Linked DNA regions of Mus musculus: region 2 is linked to region 1. A link is a contact called in public promoter capture Hi-C data. All regions are on one chromosome and are shown on one strand. Each heading gives the region's core, a stretch centred on a gene start, on an enhancer-like site or on the middle of the called end of the contact. The rest is flanking DNA. Distances are from core to core; before and after follow the strand shown. Region 1 holds the start of Pla2g15 (phospholipase A2, group XV). Region 2 holds the start of Ist1 (increased sodium tolerance 1 homolog (yeast)).

What was found. Promoter capture Hi-C pulls out the DNA fragments that hold promoters and counts their contacts.
Region 2: a promoter capture Hi-C map of second pharyngeal arch cranial neural crest shows a contact between it and region 1. The contact joins the promoter of Ist1 here to the promoter of Pla2g15 in region 1. A contact is called at or near these places in 3 of 39 promoter capture datasets (frontonasal cranial neural crest, maxillary cranial neural crest and second pharyngeal arch cranial neural crest) and 1 of 9 other capture datasets (pancreatic islet).

What each region holds. Positions count from the first base shown.
Region 1 is chr8:106,147,310-106,152,261 of GRCm38.p6, reverse strand. It overlaps Pla2g15 (phospholipase A2, group XV), which reads right to left and starts at 1,908. Exons shown (of 6, transcript NM_133792.3): 1 at 1,649-1,908. The coding sequence starts at 1,775.
Region 2 is chr8:109,691,363-109,696,591 of GRCm38.p6, reverse strand. Ist1 (increased sodium tolerance 1 homolog (yeast)) reads left to right here and starts at 3,298. Exons shown (of 10, transcript NM_028018.2): 1 at 3,298-3,408. It also overlaps a transcript of Zfp821 not described here.

The DNA.
Region 1 (4,952 bases), core at 659-3,158:
CCAAGCGATACTATGCTGCAAATAAGCCAGGTGTGATGGTGCACTCCTTTAATCCTAGTGCTAGGGAGGGAGAAGCAGACAGATCTCTGTGAGTTCAAGACCAGCCTGATCTACAGCAAGAAGACAAGGCTACAAAGACTCTGCCTCAAGTAGGAAACGCGTATGTGGTCAGAGAATACACACATCTCAATGTCATGGGCCTTATTCTTAGATCTTCTTACATTCACACGTGACTTCTTCACACTGGTCCTCAGGGTTAAAGTCCAGATGACCAAGTCACAAGTTCTACACCACCCATATCTCCTGCCTTCCCCCAGTTCCATGCTGACCAGCCTGGAGCAATCTTCCAAGCCACCTTACTTCCTGCATATTCCAGGAAGGCTTCCCCAGCGCTCCCACACCTCTCTCTCTCACCTCTCAGGATGACCTCTCTGAGAGGCACTATTACTACCATCCAGGAAGCTTGAGAGAGGCAGGTCCAGCTGTATACAAATCTCAAAGGGAACCTAGGCTCAGAATCCCCCATCCCCTTCGCTGACCTAGAATGACATTGCTTTTCAAGAGAGGGTTTCTCAGCTAGGCATGGTGGCATACACCCTTGATCTTAGTACTTGGGAGGGAGAGGCAGGTGGGTATCTGAGTTCAAGGCCAGCCTGGTCTACAGAGTGCGTTCCAGGACAGCCAGGGTTACACAGAAAAACCCTGTCTAAGACAAGACAAAAAGAAAAAAGGGAAGAAAGAGCACAGGAATTTATGCTCCAGCAGAAAGAAAATATATATATATATACACACACACACACATATACATACATAAACATATATATAGCGTACGTTTCAGCATGTCTCTGTTCTCAGGAGTCCTGGCCAGCGAAACACCAGTTCAAAACGACTTCCATTGGCTGAATGGGGCATCTAAGACTCCTAGAGATTTTAGCCTGGCCTATTACCACATAGAAACATTGTTATTTCTGTTCCGCTGCCAAGTCTAAGACAGAAGAGCAAGTGGGCAGGGAATGTCACCTGGCCTCAGTACAGCCTAGAGTAATTAGGTCTGGAAGCGGAGAGTGGAGGCATGCTCTCAGACTCCCGGACTCCCTCAACGCCAGTTCAAGACTGTTGTCCCAACCCCATTCCTCTCTCCTCCCTTCCCTTAGCCACCCTGTTTCCCTTAGGCCATCTCCTCGAAAGTCAATACCATCCATTCCATAAGCTGAGAGCAGAGAAATGCTTTTGGGGGCCAGCGTGGATAGAACTTGCTACCACTCATTCCCTGTGAAATAGAGAGGGTAGGAGGTAATGACCGATTCTGAGACTGCCTAGGAACCCGCTGAAGTAGGGTTGAATTGCCTCAGTCTTTCCAGCTAAGAAATGGGGGCATGGCGAGGCAAGGTTTGGAGCTGTTGCAGTTAGGTGGAGTGGAAAGCCAGACATTATCTATTCCCTTTACTCTCACGTTTCAGAGGGCTCCAGACCACACCCATGCCCGGTATGGCGGGAGGTGGGCTAACCGAACTGACCCAGGTTAGAAACCAAATGCTCTGGGTTTCGTGCTTAAAGCAGATGCACAACAGAGCAGTTGGCCCACCAGACCCTGGCTGCACTGGATCCTGCAGGATCCACCCACCACCACCCTGAACACGAGTCTCACCCAGCACCACCGGGGGGTGACGTTGGGCCGGGAGCGTCAGGTCTGCCAGCATCATTAGTAGAAACAGAGGTAACAGGAGGCCACTCCGGAGCTGGGTCTCGCGACAGGTGCAGAGATGGCGATCCATGGCGTGAGACTGTGGTCGCAGGTCCAAGGGGCTGCTTTAGAGATTAGGGATCGTGCCTAGGCCCGGGCCGCAGCTCAGCTAGTTAACCCCACCGCTCGCAGATACCAGTCAATTAAGACCCGCCTCTTGCTAAGGCTCTACCAATTGCAACTCTCCGCCACGAGCGTCCCTCCCACCGGAGCTCACCACCCGCCCATGCCCACCTCCGGGACTTTGCTGCGCGCCGAACGCATCGATCGACCAACCGATGGGAGCCGCTTATCATCCCAGCTGTCGCCCTGCTCCTACACAGCCCCATCTCACCTCACCGTGAACCCAACACAGAACAATTCTCAAAGTCCACTCAAGTAGTTCTCATTCCTAATTCCTAGCCTTCCCACAGCACAAGGACCAAAAACATGCCCTTCATTTGCTATGGGTGAATGGTCTCTAAACAAAAAAAGAGGAAGTTAGTGTTTTGGAACTCGGGTGACCAGCAGCTGTCCAGGACCTTTATACGGCCTTTACACTGGCATCCCCAGGGGCATCTAGGTTTGGCCGCCCACGTCCAGAAAACTTTTACTGTCTGCCTTGCCGGTAGAAATGCATGTTAGAACCCAAGAAGCAGGTCTGGGAGAAGAAGCTAAAACAGCCTTTCTTTCTTTTCTTTTTTCTTTCTTTTTCTCTCTTTCTTTCTTTCTTTCTTTCTTTCTTTCTTTCTTTCTTTCTTTCTTTCTTTCTTTCTTTCTTTCTTTCTTTCTTTCTTTCTTTCTTCCTTCCTTCCTTCCTTCCTTCCTTCCTTCCTTTCTTTCTTTCTTTCTTTCTTTCTTTCTTTCTTTCTTTCTTTCTGTTTTGTTTTTCGAGACAGGGTTTCTCTGTGCAGTCCTGGCTGTCCTGGAACTCACTTTGTAGACCAGGCTGGCCTTGAACTCAGAAATCCGCCTGCCTCTGCCTCCCAAGTGCTGGGATTAAAGGCTTGCGGCACTACGGCCCAGAGATCAGCCTGTTTCAAACGGTCTGTCACTCTGTAAGTGCAGCACACGAATAGAGTTGGGAGTGGTTTGGATCTGAAAGTCTGAACCATTTCTCTGTAGGATTCCCCTGCAAAGAACAGGGCTCGAGAGCTCATGTTGGCACTTTAGCCCCTGTCCGCGCAAGCCTGAGGACTCAGGAAGGGCATAAGACTGACTGGAGCGAGGAGCTGGGGCCCAGACGGTAGTAGGCAAAAGGCTCAACACCCAGTAATATGCCAACACTCTGGGGGTGAACTGACCAGTGCTTCTGAGAAATAACCCTCTACATACTTCCTTCTGAAGGCCAACTGTGCTTCTGGGACACTGCTTGGTCCCAAGACTTCTGCTCCACCCCCCACCTCTTCCTTCCCTCTTCTTGGTAAACAGCTGACCCCACGTTAATGCCAACAATTCTAGTTTTTATAGCAAAATAGGAAGTTATTTATTTATTAAATTGTATTTTGGTTTTTTGAGACAGGAGGATTTCTCTCGGCCGTTCTGGGTATCCTGGTACTCACCAAGCTGGGCCCCAACCTTACAGAGATCCCCCTGCCTCTGCCTCCCTAGAGCTGGCATTAAAGGTGTGTGCCATCACCTCACAGCTTAGAAAGTTTTGTTTTGTTTTGTTTTTAAACGATCTATTTGTTTTATTTAGATGTATGAGTATTTCTGCCTACATGTATGTGTATCACATACATGCCTGGTGCCTGCAGAAGTCAGAAAGAGGACTTCAGTCTAATGTAATAGAGTTACAGACAGTTGTGAGGCACCATATAGGTACTGGGAATCAAACTGTAGGCCTCTGGAAGAGCAACAAGTGCTCATAACTACAGAGCCATCTCTCTAGCCCCAGAGAACAGGGCATTTTAAAGCCCACTAACCAATACATTAGGCCCCACTGCCTCCTACTTTAATCTCTTGCATCTGTAAGAGGTTGCTACAGACTGGTCTGGTGAAGGCCAGTACAGAGTCATCGAGACACTCTGCCAAGACTAGGAACAGTCAGAAGTCCAGAGCCAAGAGGGGGTGGGGAGGTGCTAGAAGGCTTGGACAACCTTGGGCATTGGCCAGTATGAACATCTTGGCTAAACTATCATCCTCAGATGACCACAGTCCCAGAAGACCACAGACTTCAGAAGAGTGGCACTGCTTTCAACTCTTTCAACTGGGATTTACTGATGCACCACCTCCCCAAGCACCCAAGCTATTAGGAGTCAGGATTGCTACGGGAATGGCTAACCGTGACCTTTGCTGGCACTGTGGACAAAATCGGGAGTTGAGCTCCCTCCCTCTTTTTAAAGACAAAGGTTTACTACATGGCCCAATGTCTTGGCTGGTTTTCTGTCAACTTGGCAAAAAAAAAAAAAAAAAAAAAAAGAGAGGGAACTTCAGTTCAAAAAAGCCTCCAGAGGATCAGAATGTGAGCAGTTAAGCCTGTAGGAGATTTTCTTAGTGATCATGGGAAGGTCCAGCCCACTGTGGGTGGTGCCATCCCTGGGCTGATGGTCCTGTGTTCTCTAAGAAAACAGGCTGAGGCCAGGGCAGTGGTGGCACACGCCTTTAATCCCAGCACTCGGGAGGCAGAGGCAGGTGGATTTCTGAGTTCCAGGTGAGCCTGTTCTACAAAATGAGCTCCAGGACAGCCAGGGCTACACAGAGAAACCCTGTCTCAAAAAACAAAACGAGGAGGCAGAGGCAGGTGGATTTCTGAGTTCGAGGCCAGCCTGGTCTACAAAGTGAGCTCCAGGACAGCCAGAGCTATAAAGAGAAACTCTGTCTCGAAAAACCAAAAAAAAAAAAAAAAAAACGAAAAGGAAGAAGGAAGGAAGGAAGGAAGGAAGGAAAGGAAGGAAGGAAGGAAGGAAGGAAGAAAGAAAGAAAGAAAGAAAGAAAGAAAGAAAGAAAGAAAGAAAGAAAGAAAGAAAGAAAGAAAGAAAGAGAGAAAGAGTCCTCAGGCTTGTGCGGACAGGGGCTAAAGTGCCAACATGAGCTCTCGAGCCCTGTTCTTTGCAGGAGAATCCTACAGAGAAATGGTTCAGACTTTCAGATCCAAACCACTCCCAACTCTACTCGGAGTGACAGACCGTTTGAAACAGGCTGATCTCTGGGCCGTGGTGCCGCAAGCCTTTAATCCCAGCACTTGGGAGGCAGAGGCAGGTGGATTTCTGAGTTCAAGGCCAGCCTG
Region 2 (5,229 bases), core at 2,049-4,548, 3.5 Mb before region 1:
GCATACATGGCTAGCCAAAGAAACCTTATATGTTACCTTCTGTCCTCCAACAAAAGATTTTCAAGTGAAAGAGTCGGTCCCTTTACTTTTGCTTGTATTTAGCTCCTGAGTAAAAGCAGTCTGCTGAGCCAGAGATGGGCGTGGCTCCCTACCCCCATCTCCACACAGTGCCTGAACTACTTGGCTGGATGTGGTACAATTCATAACTGAGACGTTATAGAGCCTCTAATAATAGACTGCCAGCTTTTGCTAAAACCCAAGGTAAAGGCGATGTTCACGGAGTCCGAATGAGCTCTTAAGTAGGAAGTTATGTTTCTAAGTAAATCCAGACACTAGGCCGGAGTTTGATGACATTTTTAGTAGCTGGCTTTAGTAGCAGGCAATCCTTTCACCTCAGCCGCTTGTGTGTTGGAATTACAGGTATAAAATATATAGTATGCTTCTAGGGTTTGGTCATGGTTACCATGCTGTCAACAATCCTAAAAGTTATCCTATTATACTGTGCTGCCGTGGGCATGAGGAGCTGGGAATTGTCATGCTTTGGTGTCAGCCATGTAAACTGATACTTCTATGAAAGGCAATTAGGCAATATTTATTAGAATTTTTATTAGAATATTTATTAGGATGCCTACTCTTTGACCCAGTTCTTTTGTTTCTGGGACTGTACCCAGGAGGTACAGTTCATGCTGGGAAACGTCTGCCTCTGCTTTGTTCGTAAGCAAAATATTGGGAAAACCCTAAATGCCCATCAACAGAGCTTCAGTAATTAGGGTCCAAGCCAGGCCCAACGCTCACGGGAAAAAAAAATGAAACAAAAACAATAAGGAACTAGAGGAGAGCCTGGGCTACATAGCAAAGACAGGCAGGGCTACACAGAAAAACCCTGTCTCGAAAAACCAAAACAACAACAACAAAAAGTTTTCTAATAAGTCTTGGCTATCCTGATCCCGGAGCTCTCTGAGTAGACCAGGCTGGCCTTGAATTGACAGAGACGCTCCTGCCTTTGCCTTCCCAGTGCTGGGATTAAAAACATGTGCCAGCACACCCAGCAAATGTATACCTACTTTTTGGTTAATGACTCTGAACATCTTTTTAATTTTTTTTTTTATTATGTGACTGTGTCTCTGCATGTGAGTGCAGGTACCCAAGAAGGGCCAGAAGCGGGTGTGAGATTGTATTAGTCAGGGTTCTCTAGAGTCACAGAACTTATGGGTAGTCTCTATATAGTAAAGGAATTTATTGATGACTTACAGTCTGCAGTCCAATTCCCAACAATGGTTCAGTCGTAGCTGTGAATGGAAGTCCAAGGATCTAGCAGTTACTCAGTCCCACACGGCAAGCAGTCAACGGAGCGAGAGCACAACTTCCTTCTTCCAATGTCCTTATATGGTCTCTAGCAGAAGGTGTAGCCCAGATTAAAGGTGTGTACCACCACACCTTTAATCCCAGATGACCTTGAACTCAGAGATCTCACTGTCTTCAAGATCTCCATACCAAGATCCAGGTCAGAAACTTCTATCTCCCAGCCTCCAGATCAGGGTCACTGGTGACCCTTCCAATTCTGGATTGGAGTTCATTCCAAATATAGTCAAGTTGACAACCAGGAATAACCACTACAGAGATCCCCTGGGGTTGAAATTAGGTGGTTTTGAACCACCTGTCACAGGTGCTGGAAACCCAACTCTTGTCCTCTGGAAAAACAGTGTTCACTCTTAGCCACTGAGCCATTTCTTCAGCCCTGACTTCAGTATCTGAAAACATAATAAAGCTAGCAAGGACACTCCAGTCCTCATCACCATTAAACAAACAAACTGAAGCTTTATGGCTGCCATTTTACCTTTATACACATAGGCATTTCTTACATGAAAAGATTTTATACAAAATAACAATATCTGATATGTATGCCTTTATTATCTAATGACATTCATCTGAAAAAAAAAAAGGATTGGTTAGTTTGAAACTGTATCTAAACAATGTCCACACACATTCGCACCTTCGGTTGGGTTGTCCCTAGGCACTTTAAATATGAACAACCTGCCCCTTAAGTGCTGCGATACTTTTCTATCATCGGAGCCAAACAACAGCCATCTTCAGGAATGTAGCTGTGCCCAAAGATCATCATATTTGAAGGAGGGGCCAAGAGGGTCTTGGAACCCTCACCTGGGTATGCCTGCAATCGATACCAGCTGTTGAACGTACTTCCGCCCTAATTACGTGTAGCCTGGGGAGGGGCTAGAGTGTGGGCTGGAGAGCAGTAGGGAAGTGGGCTCCATCCATGCCAGGAAGCCTTCATTTCTACTGGATACTTTCCAGTGCAAGCTTATTTGAAGGAGAGTGATTACTCACTTGCTTGTTAAGTGACTTGTCACCTATGGTCTGTAAATGAGCCCAATAAACTAATTTGTGCTTCAGGGGAAATTTTTCTATCATTGTACTTTGTTGTTGGGACTGTGTGTGTAGAAAGTGTTAGCCACAAATGTCATGATCTCATTGCAGAACTACAATTTTTCTATGCAAATATTTTGCTGGGGGAACGATCTGAACATTTTATGGGAACCAAATATTGTGTAATTCTAAGGTCCTAGTATCCTGGAGCTTTGAACAGCGGCACATGGTTACAAGCCAGTTATTTTCAATTCATATTATCCTCCCAAAGTAACCTGCAGTCCTCGTTTTACCACTGACCCAAGACAAGCCACAGTTTTGGTCTTGATAGCTGTGGCCTCATAGCAGGGCCAAGAGCCAGAGAACAGGAAGGCTCTTTCTCGCTTTCAAGCCCAGAAAAGCCTCTGAATACAGATACAAAATAAGAGCGAGAGTGGAGGCTGTGCAGAGTACATTAGTGAAGGTGCGGGGCGGACAGTGTCGGTGGAAAGAGAGGCGGTGGAGGAAAGTCGGCTCCACAGCGCTGAATCTCGCCCAACCATCCCTCCGAGGTCGGAGTCCCAGGACCGACCGACCGACCGACCGACCGACCGGTGAGCTAAGTGGGGAAGCCAGACTCCGCTCGGATCCGCGGGCGTTTGCGAGACAGTCTGCAGCCGGTTTTTCCAGGGGCTGGAAGAATCTGGAACAAGGGTACCGGGCACAGAATCCAGGAGAAGCCTCCACCCGCCCCGCCGCGCCCGGGGCAAATTGCAAGGCGCGCCCTTAGCAAATGACTCAACCCACTGCGTGACGTTAAGTGTCACAAGTCAGGTCCCACGCCTCCGCCGTGGGAAATAGTCCCTCGCTCCGCCCCTTGTTGTGTGCGCAGCCAATCCCTGCTAGGTAGGGCGTGGCTAACACCGCCCCCTTGGATTCCTCCGCTCGAGTCCGCGGTGGGGAGGTCGAGGGAGTCGCCATTTTGGATGCCGAGCGGCTCCTCGGAAGTCGGCTTCTTCCGTTTTCACGTCCGGATCCCTCCAGGTGAGCGTGCCCTCCTTAGACCTAAGCATCTTTGTCTCCCTCTTCCATCTACGTCCCGCTTTTACGGAACCCCAGCGTTAGTCTGTAGGACCGTGAGGACAAGCCGTCCGCGCCGTGTCAGCGGGGGAAGCCCTGGCAGTCGGGGTCAGGCCTGAGGTCGGGCTCCGGCCGTGGGAGGAGGTGGGACCGCCTAGACAGGTGCTGGCGTCGCTGTTGCCCCCGGCATGAGCCGGGCACTGAGGAGACACCCCTCTGCAGTGCGGTCGGGTCGGGACCCTGAGGGAGGCCTTGTCCCCACCGCCGCGGTTGCTGCGGGGTGAGTCAGACCAGGAGAGCCCGAGGGAGCGCTCCTCTTCCGGGTCCTGGGGTCAGGCGTGGCCCTCAGGACCTTGAACTTGAGCTAGGATGCGGACCGGACCAGGGCTGCGGCCGACTGATGTCAGGGGGAGGCTACGGGGGCTTATTGTGTACAGTCTGTTGTTGTTGAATGGCTCCCGGGAGGAGACTGTCATTTCTTTTGTTGTGCCTTCTTGGTGTTTGTTCTGGTTTTGTTTGTTTTTGTTTTTGTTTTTGTTTTTTTGTTCTTACGAGAACAAAACAGTATAATCCCTCCATCAAACAATCAACCTGTGTTTCATTGTTTCAGTCAGACTTTTCCATTTCCATATGCATGTCTTTTTCCAGCTTAGTAAAATATTAGTCGGTACATTTGTTAACATCTCACACCCTTCAAGGTTTTTTGACCTTCGTGGGGGAACTTCACCGCATCCTTGTGTTTAAGTCACGCGGCTTCTTAACATTTTCACTTGATAAAAACAATGCTTTCTTCCCCTGATTACTTTCGTAGCCTTTCTCTTTTTCTTCTTGTGCCTCTGGTTTCTAACAAGACCCGAGCCTCTAGAGTCCTTAAGTAGACTCTGATCCACTTAATTTAGGCTCTAATCGGGATCAGGTCCCAATTATATGTAACCTTTTGTGGTTTAAAGTGCCAACACTTCCCAAAACGAAGTGTAGTCTATGAAAATTATTTCATGTGGAACCCTTAAATTACTGATAACGAGGTTTCCTTTTTTTTTTCTTTAAATATTTATTTTATGTGTATGGTGTTTTGCCTAGACCCTTTATCTAGGGTCCCAGGCATATCTGCATCATGAGTGTGCTTGGTGCCTGTGGAGTTCAAAGAGGGTTTCAGATCCCCTGGAACTAGAGTTATTGGGCCGTTGTGAGCCACCGTGGGGGTGTTGAGAATTGAACCCAGGTCCTCTGCAAGTAAGCACCAGGTAGGCTAGGAGCTGGATTGAATGACGAGGAGGAAGGCTCATGTGGTGGCTAGGCATTTAGAGGCCCTTGTGGCCAAGCCTGGTATAAGTTGATCCTTGGTACTTGCATGAAAGAGTACCCACAACTGTTCCACGCTTGTACTGTGGCCCTTGCAAATGCATATGCACACGTGCACACACACACATCAAAGTTTGAAATTCCTTCTTCCTTAAGTTGGCACTCTCAACTGTTTGCTTCACAAACTCATTAGTAGCCAGTACCACAGTTGTTATTTTTCTGGTGTTCTGCCTGCTAGATTGATGAATTGCCAAAGGGGTATATTGAGGTTTCTAACTATAACTAGATTGTCGTATTTCTTTTTGCTGCATGTCAGTTTTTGTTTCATGTGTTTTGCATCTTTTCTCATGAGAGGCATTCAGAGTTACAGTTGTGTTTTCTTGGTGAACTCACCTATTTAGATGGCATGCTCTTCCTGTTAACAGTAATTAGTTGGTTCTTTTTTCATCTGGATACTATTGGGACAGGTTTGTTGTGTAGTCT